3 separate regions of the Mus musculus genome follow, and regions 1 and 3 are each linked to region 2. Evidence: chromatin contacts called from public HiCAR-type and promoter capture Hi-C data. All regions are on one chromosome and are shown on one strand. The core of a region is the stretch at or near the end of the contact, and the rest is flanking DNA. Distances in the headings are between cores, read along the strand shown. Region 1 holds the start of Srpk2 (serine/arginine-rich protein specific kinase 2). Region 2 holds the start of Armc10 (armadillo repeat containing 10). Region 3 holds the start of Rint1 (RAD50 interactor 1).

Region 1 (2,700 bases), core at 169-2,668, 2.0 Mb before region 2:
TAACGGATGACCTTGGGTTGGAAAAAAAATGTCGCCAAACATATTTTATTGGATTTTCTTAGAGTGATAACGTTCTGATTATGTAGAAAAAAAAAATCTTTGCTTTTAGTAGATATGTATTGAAATCTTTTGGGGTGGAGGGTAACAGTCTGCAAACTACTGAATGACTCAGCAAAATACACCATATGCATACACACACACACACACACACACACACACACACACAGAGCAACTGTGGAGAAACGTTTAAAAAAAACCTAGTGAATGTGGGTTAATAGTGCCGATTACTGCATTTTTCTTGTATGTTTCAGATTTTTTGAAAAAAAAAATGGAGAAAGTAAAATCTTTTCAAACTTGGAGCGGCCTTTCCTGTTTGTTGGGACATCTTTAGAGTAAGACTCAGTGATACAGTTGTAACTCAACGATACAATTGTAACCAATGAAGGACTGAGTGTTCAGGACCAGTATCTTTAAGATACTGTAATTGTTCAAAGAGACAAGAGAACACTGAAGTGGTAACTACGTGTCAGTCAGCGTGATTTGCATCTTAGATAGCCTTGGAAGGTAGAAAGAGAAACCAGGTAGCCTGGGAAGGCAGAAAGAGAAACCAGCCAGGCCTGAATAGAAATACAGGCTGGTAGAACTGTTTGACCTATTTAGGGTTTAGTTTCCCCATTATAGGAGGAAGAAAAAAAAAATCACTTTTTGGCATGATTGCTGTTTTAGGCTCTTATCTCATGGTATTTAGAAAATTAGGCTTTCTGTGACAAACTTTCCATTTAAGCTGTGTGCATCTTTCCTTCGTTAAACTCACGCAGCCTAATGGAGTAGGAAAAGAGAGGAAAATCACTTCTCCAAGGTCACACAGACACTCAAGGACCCAGGTTCCTCAGCTCTTGGTCTTGTGCCCTTTCCACGCCCGCCGGAGAGGAGGAAGCGGCGCTCATAGGGATGCAAGGATGTAGAGATGCAAAGGGATAGAGGAGGCCGCCTGAGAGAGGTGGCGAGAGACCCGCCAAGGCGCTGGCCAAGGAAGAGCGCATGGAGAGGCGTGCGGCACGACCAGCCGGGGTGCGGAGCGGTGGCTGGGAGGAAGGGTCGGCGGCTGGGCCTAGTGCCCGGGAACGGGTGGCCTGCGGCGGCCGTAAAAGCAAGGAGGTGGAGGCCGTGGGCGCGGGAGGCCGTGGGCGAGGGGGCCGTGGGCGCGGGGAACCGTGAGCGCGCAACCGCCCTTCAGCACAGGTGGGCCGCCGAGCGAGTGATAAGGGCGCGGCCGGGGTCCGGACCCCCGTGCTCCAGAGCTGCGGAGGGGGGCGCGGAGGGGGCGGGGCTGCGGGGCGGGGCCGCGGGGGCGGGTCTCATTGGCCCCCGCGGGAGAGGCCGCGGCGGCGCAGGCGCGGTTCCCGCCTCCTCGGCCGGCGAGCGAGTGGAGGCTGCATCCCGGTGCGGCTGACTGTCGCGTCGCCGCCGCCTCCGCCGCGGAGCCCCCCGCCTGGCTGCCCCGAGTCGGAATGAGCTCCAGGAAAGGTGAGCGGCGCGAGCGGCCCCCGCCCCGCCTCGCGGCACGCAGGCGGCCAACCCGACCGTTAATGTGTCTTCTCTCTCCCCAGTGCTGGCCATTCAGGCCCGAAAGCGGAGGCCGAAAAGAGAGAAACATCCGAAAAAGTGAGTCCGCGCGGCGCTTGGTCCCGACCCCGCCCCGCCTCGCTGAATGTTGCTTGCGGCCGCGCAGGCAGAGCTTCCCGGTCCCCGGGCCGCGGGCGGTGGGTCTCCCGGGACGCGGCGCCGGCTCTACGTGCCCCGGCGGGGGAGGGGTGGGGGGAGGGGCGCGCGGCCGCGGGTTCCGGAGCCGCGACCTGGCCCGTCAGCCTGCGAGCCGCCCGGGCTCTGCACTCGACCCCGCGCCCCGTGCCCCGTGCCCCGCGTCCCCGATCCTCATCCCGCGCCCCGGATCGGCGTCCCTGATCCGTATCCTGAGCCCCTTATCCACATCCCTGATCCGCACCCCAGTGCCTGTACCGCACGGGTCGGATAGTGGGCACGGGAGGGAGGCGGCGGCGCGGCTGACACCTGGGCTGCGGGAGCCAGTGCGCTGCCGCCTCTGCCACCTCCCGGTCCCGCCTGGGCCAGCCAGCTGAAAACCCGAGCTGCTTGTCAAGTGGTTTGGCTCCGGGCGTTGTTCCTGGCGTGAGTTCAGCTCCGGGACCGGTGCGTTTCGGCGCTCGGGTTTTTCATTCGAAACTTTCTGCTCGGGTCGAGCGTTACTTGCGTGCTGCGGCTGCGCCCAGGTCGCTTGCTGCAGTGGGCTGTGGGTGTGTGCGCGGGCGGGTCCCGCGTGGTGCTCCGGACTGGATCCACCGACTATGATATTTCAAATGTGCCAGCGCCAGCCACCTCCAGCCTGGACCTGCAGCCCAGTTGGGCAGCTGCTGTCGGAGAAGCCTTTCCCCGAGAGCTGGGTTTTCCTAGGCGTCAGAGCGCCGCCGCGTGTTTCTCTTTCCTCTCTCTCTGGGTTTGCTGGACCAGCTATCAACATCTTTGCTCACATTGTTTGCTTCGCTGTTCCTTTTGCGCAAGAAATTTGTGTGGTGTCTTTGGTACTATAGAGAAAGACAGAATTCGCCTTTAATAAAATTACGAAATATTTGTCTATCTTTATTTTGCAAGGGGTGGGATAACCCTCTGCTCTCTTAGGTGGTG
Region 2 (2,700 bases), core at 141-2,640:
AACCCCGGAGATGGAGACAGGAGAATCAGAAGTTCAAATTTTCTGCTATGCAGTGAGTTCCAGGCCAGGGACACATCAGATCTTCTGCCTTAAAAAAGCAAAACAAAAGACCACCACCACCACCAACAACAACAACAACAAAAACCCACCAAAGTATTCTTGTATAGAAATATTTGACAGAGAGAAAAAACAAACAAAACCACAAAAAACCCACACACAAACAAGCACCCTACAAATCAGGCTTTGTAAGGGCAAATGCTCATTTTCAAAAACTGCTTTCCTCTGTGACCAAAGGGGAAGGTTCTGTGCACTCCCCTTTCTTACAGCATTTCCTGGAGGAAATGGAAGGCTGGAATATAAATCCATGGTTGTTCCTGGTCCCTTCTAGTAAGTGCAAATTTTGAAAAGTAAATGCTAGTTGTACAACCCAAAGATGTGTTTTCTACCTGCCTTTAAAGGTGCCTTATTTTTGTTCTAGGGAAGGGCAATTAGCTCCCACCAACCTCAGTTTAAAAACAAATATATTTCTCTACCTTTGAGGCAAGCAGGTATTGGTTGGCAGGTTTTATTTCAAATAGTTTTTCCAACAGTTTTCACGACTTAAGCCATCCTTTTAGAAGGGTGTGTCTCCTGTTGGTTGTGGTTCTTATTCCCAACACACACACCCCGGTTGCAGGGACGCTACGGATGACTTAAAGGTACTTCCCAGGACAGGTGCCACAAAGTGCTGGCAGAATTGCATCTCAGGGATCCATTCTTCACATAGCACGAGCAAAGTTTCAACCCAGGCTTGAGGCCCCTGAGAACCTTCTCACAGTAAGGGGCATCTCTTTGATAACAACACAAAAGCTCAGGTAAAACTTTAAAATGAGAGGCAATCTACTTGGCTCGGAGAAACCTCAGCTCTTGGCTGTGAAGCCGAAGGGAAGTAACAGGACACTTCGGGCAATGTTTTCAGCTCTTATTTTAAACAAAGAAGTGGGAGCAGGGAAGCGGCTCAGGACCCACCCAAGGCAACCTGGGCTTCCAGAGTCGTCTGTCTACCTCCAGCCTTTCTCCCCATGCAGTCGCGGGTGTCTAGGGCACCTCCAACCCAGCCTGGCCTGAGGTGGGTCCGGAGCCCCGAACCAGTCCACCTGCCGGGCAGCCCATCGCCTCACCTGCGGATCGCGAAGGGCGCAGTCGGCGACCGCCTCGCCGCGGTCCCCGAGTCAGCCGGTAGATACAGTAGCAGGCGCCGGCGCCCAGGACCAGCCCTGCTGCCACCCAGCCCACGTCCCGCGCGCCACCCATGCTGCTGCCTCGGAGCTGCAGGGAGCCGAGGAGCCAGGGCCACACGCAGGTGCAGCTGGGCCAGAACCAGCCCAGAGAAAGGAAATGGGGTTGGAGCTCCGCCTTCCGGAAGCCGCCCTGCTAAAATCGGAAGCCCTCCCACCCTGTGTGCTGCGGTTCCTTTCACCAGGCAGGCGGGATGCCCCTAGTGCAAGCAGCTTTTTCCTGGACCAAGACCGGGACTGCGGCGCGTTGAACACAGACCCTAGCTCCGCCCCAACACTCACTCTCCCGTCCAGCCCTCTCATTTTACCCGGCCCCGGCCTGTACTGTCCTGCCCCGCCCCTCCCCGCTCTGCCCCGCCTCTCTGCACTCGCCCCGCCCCTCTCTGCCCCGCCCCTCTGCAATCGCCCCGCCCCGCCCCAGTTGCCCCGCCCCCTCCCTGCTAGGTTCTTTCTTCATCTCGCGAAAGGCTTGGACTATTTGGCACCTCCTTTGTGGTTGCTAGGCAACGCTCCGGCGCGTCTCTCCTCCTCAACGTGAACAGCAGTAACCTATGAAACGCATTCTGAGTCCTGCTTCTGACCATGGCTTCACTACGCAGTGCCACCCCCAGGCTAAGGAGCTACTTCAGGGACAAGTACATTCCTCAAATCTGTGAGGTACTGCAGCCACATAGCCTCTCACACAGTGGGCGCGGGGAAAAACTGGGAGAGGCAAGGAGATTCCCGGAACTGGAGCTAAGAAGGAGCAGGATGGGGAAGCTTGAAGTCAATTTAGGGTAACTAGAGAGAGAAGGGTAGGTTAGAGAAGACCGAAGGGTGCCGGTGGCTAAAACCAAGCCCAGGTGGGGATGACAAAGGAAGGGGACGGGGGAAAGTGACAATCTGCAGGGGGCGCAAAGAGCACAGGGCCTGGGTTGGAATCTCCAAGTGTCAACTACTAAATTCTATTATGGAAGAGCGTCTTGAGCAAGAAGTGAGTGGTGAGCCACTTGAAGACAAAAGACTTGAGGGGTTCTGGGTGTAGGCTTCGCCCCGCCTCGTTGTTAGCAGGAGGGAAGAAGAGTCACCTGCCTCTACACACAGCTTCACAACACACCTTTTTAGAGATCGCCACCAAGCAAAACCTGAGGTCTTGGTTTCAACAAAGAAATGAATTTCGGGGCCAACTTGTATGAAGCAAAGCTGGCTTCATTAAACGCAGGAACAAAGGTGCTCCAGTAGAGAGAGTAGAACACACCTGGTCAGACAATTGCGGGCTTCTGAAGGGAGAGTCGACCTTAAGTGTTGTCTTCACAATGCTGACATCAGTATTTTTTCTTGTGACTTTCAAGGTTACATTTCTAAATGTTGCCAAGAAACTACTACCCCTTTTCTTTTTCTTTCTTAATTTCTTTATTCACTTACTTCCCGATTGCAGCCCACC
Region 3 (2,700 bases), core at 137-2,636, 2.1 Mb before region 2:
AATAAATAAATCTTTAAAAAATACTTCAAAAGCTCCTAAAGAGGTTGGGCATGTGACATCTGTGAAATAGAAGACTGTGGATCTGGAGTCCAAGGTCATCCTTAGTCACACAAAAGTCTGGGGCGAACCTGGGTTACGCTCCACCTTGGTTAAAGAGAGAGAGAGAGAGAGAGAGATTGAGAGAGAGAGAGAGAGAGAGAGAAACAAAAACAGCCCCTTCAGGGTGCTGGATTCCTAATAACCTGCTACGCTTATCTCAAGTGAAATAACAAATATCCAGGAGTCTGACATAGTTTCCTGTCCTAGGTACTGGGTCTTTTCCATGTCACCTACCCAGACCAAGCCCTGGGACCTAAGGTGTGGGCTACCTGCAGCAAACTGTAATTACTTACTCACTGAAGGCAAAAGTACAATTAACCTATTATCAAACCTCTTCCTAGAACCCAGTAACAGTGACCAGCATAACCCCTCTAAATACCTGATAACGAGCTGACAGTTCATTAAAATGGCAGGTCCCAGTGAAGCCAAACCAGTCACTGTCCTAGGAAGGAGCGTCAATGTGCTCTTTCTATATTTCACAGTCTTAGAGAGACAAAAGTCCACGTGCAAAGATAACTAATATTTATTACTGTTTAAACATTGTACAGAAAGAATACTCCATTGAAAAGATAGCAGACTAAGAAACTCTTTTGCAGACTCTGAAAAGGCGAGCTTCGAAGGGCAGCTAGACAAAAAGAACTAAGGGTTTAAAGCCTGCTTACTTTTCACGTCTGTGTTCTTCGTTTCGTCACCACTCTCGGGGCAGCACTGGCAGAAAAACAGGTGTGGCAAACAAGTTAGACTGAAGTAAGTGGAATTCATACAGCGCTCCGAAAGGTCCCATACTGACGGGCGGAGAGGTCCTAGGCGCCTCTCCCAGGGGCATGCCTGACACTACTGCCACCTTCCCAGAGGTCTGGACCACCTCCCCAGGGTCCGAGTTACTCTGCCCGGGCACCGAGGCCACTTTCCCGCCAACTCTCAAAACTGTCATCTTCTGGGACATCGGACATTGCACTGTGACTACCTCCCCAGGGACTCCCTTGCCTGCTTCCGGCCGTGGGAACCACCGCCAAACCACTTCCAAGGTAACCTGTCCCCGGGGCGGAGGTGGGGTCTGTGCCACCTCGCAGGGTCACCAGCGTCCCTTCCCCGGGTTTCCAGGGACGCCTCACCGGGGCTGCCGGCACTTCGCCGATATCGTCAGCCGCAAGCATCCTGCCTCCGCACGAATTCTGGATTCCATGCACCGCCAGCCCGGCCTGCAGAGTCCGGCTAGGGAACACACAGACTGGGCGACCAGACCAGCCTTCTGGGACGCAGGGTTGAGCGCCACCTCGACTTCCTATCACCGACTCTCTGGTTCCGTTCTCTTGGCCTAGAGAGGCATATCTGCGCGCCGCTGTCCTGTTCTGTGGCGCCCCCTGCTGGTTGGATGTCATGTTGGCCGCTCAGGGAACCTGGCAGCCCTACTGCTTCCCAGGCTGCTGAGTTCTGTGCAGGAGCTCTCTCCACTTCTTTGGAGTTACTAAAAATAAAATTCGGCCCTGGCATGGTGTCTCACACTTGGAATTCCACCGTTTGGGAGGTGAAGGCGGGAAAACCAGTAGTTCAAAGTCAACTCCAGCTACACACTGAATTCAAGGAGGGGAGAGGAAGGAGGGGAGGAGAAAATACTCATGATACCCTTAGGATGGTGAGCCACAAGTCGGGAGCGGAGGCGGGAAGATTGCCACTAGTCCCTGCCAGCTTGCTCTATAAAGTGAATTCGGTATCAGCTAGAACAACACCTATCTCAAAATGGCTCAGCGCATAAAAGCATTTGCCACCAAGACACCGGAGTTCCATACTTGGCCCACGTGGTACTAGGTAGGAGTGTCAAAGTGCTCTTTCTATATTTCACAGTCTTAGAGAGACAAAAGTCTACGTGCAAAGGTAACTAATATTTATTTATTTATTTATTTATTTATTTATTTATTTATTTATTTATTTATTTTTGGTTTTTCGAGACAAGGTTTCTCTGTGTAGCCCTGGCTGTCTTGGAACTCACTCTGTAGACCAGGCTGGCCTCGAACTCAGAAATCCGCCTGCCTCAGCCTGTAACTAATAGTTATTACTGTTTAAGCGTTGTACAGAAAAAAATACTCCATTTAAAAGGTAGGGACTAAGTAACCTCTTTTGTAGACTCAAGAGTAAGCTTTGAAGGACAGCTAGACAAAAGGAACACTCCTTCATATATTTTCGAACTGGAAGGTCCAGATCTGTTTGTAGGAGGGTTGAAACATTCTGGGAGTCAGACAGAGAAAGAGCACTCAAAATCTGGCATCCAGTTTGCTGGGCAAAGCCCCCTAAACCTCTACTGTTTTCCAGGGAGGAGGAACTGAATTACTTAGAAGCAAGGGATAGGTAGAGAACATGGAAATTTGACAGGCAAACCCTGGAAGGCAATGCCTTTGAGACCAAACAAATGGGGAGAAAACAGAAAAAAAAAAAACAACAAGCAAACAAACAAACAAAAATCTTTAGAGGAAACAGAAACTACTCCGTGAGAAGAAAACTCACTGAGGTGTAGACATACATGCAGACAAAACACCCATACACATAAAATGAAAAAAAATAAATAAATAAGAGCCGGGTATGGTGGTGCATGCCTTTTATCCC

The links. Promoter capture Hi-C pulls out the DNA fragments that hold promoters and counts their contacts. HiCAR-type assays count read pairs that join an accessible place to other places.
Region 1: a HiCAR-type map of astrocytes shows a contact between it and region 2, with 5 times the contacts expected there. The contact joins the promoter of Srpk2 here to the promoter of Armc10 in region 2. A contact is called at or near these places in 4 of 39 promoter capture datasets (the 3T3-L1 cell line, embryonic stem cells, hippocampal neurons and 1 more) and 1 of 115 datasets of contacts at active chromatin or transcription factors (astrocytes).
Region 3: a promoter capture Hi-C map of pre-B cells shows a contact between it and region 2, with 7 times the contacts expected there. The contact joins the promoter of Rint1 here to the promoter of Armc10 in region 2. A contact is called at or near these places in 2 of 39 promoter capture datasets (embryonic stem cells and pre-B cells) and 1 of 9 other capture datasets (adipose tissue).

The regions. Positions count from the first base shown.
Region 1 is chr5:23,674,685-23,677,384 of GRCm38.p6, reverse strand. It overlaps Srpk2 (serine/arginine-rich protein specific kinase 2), which reads left to right and starts at 1,418. Exons shown (of 16, transcript NM_001359173.1): 1 at 1,418-1,527; 2 at 1,611-1,665. The coding sequence starts at 1,512.
Region 2 is chr5:21,644,696-21,647,395 of GRCm38.p6, reverse strand. It overlaps Armc10 (armadillo repeat containing 10), which reads right to left and starts at 1,390. Exons shown (of 6, transcript NM_026034.5): 1 at 1,161-1,390. The coding sequence starts at 1,293. It overlaps Fbxl13 (F-box and leucine-rich repeat protein 13), which reads left to right and starts at 1,791. Exons shown (of 21, transcript NM_001199632.1): 1 at 1,791-1,934. The coding sequence starts at 1,860.
Region 3 is chr5:23,786,397-23,789,096 of GRCm38.p6, reverse strand. It overlaps Rint1 (RAD50 interactor 1), which reads right to left and starts at 1,386. Exons shown (of 15, transcript NM_177323.4): 1 at 1,215-1,386; 2 at 762-807. The coding sequence starts at 1,256.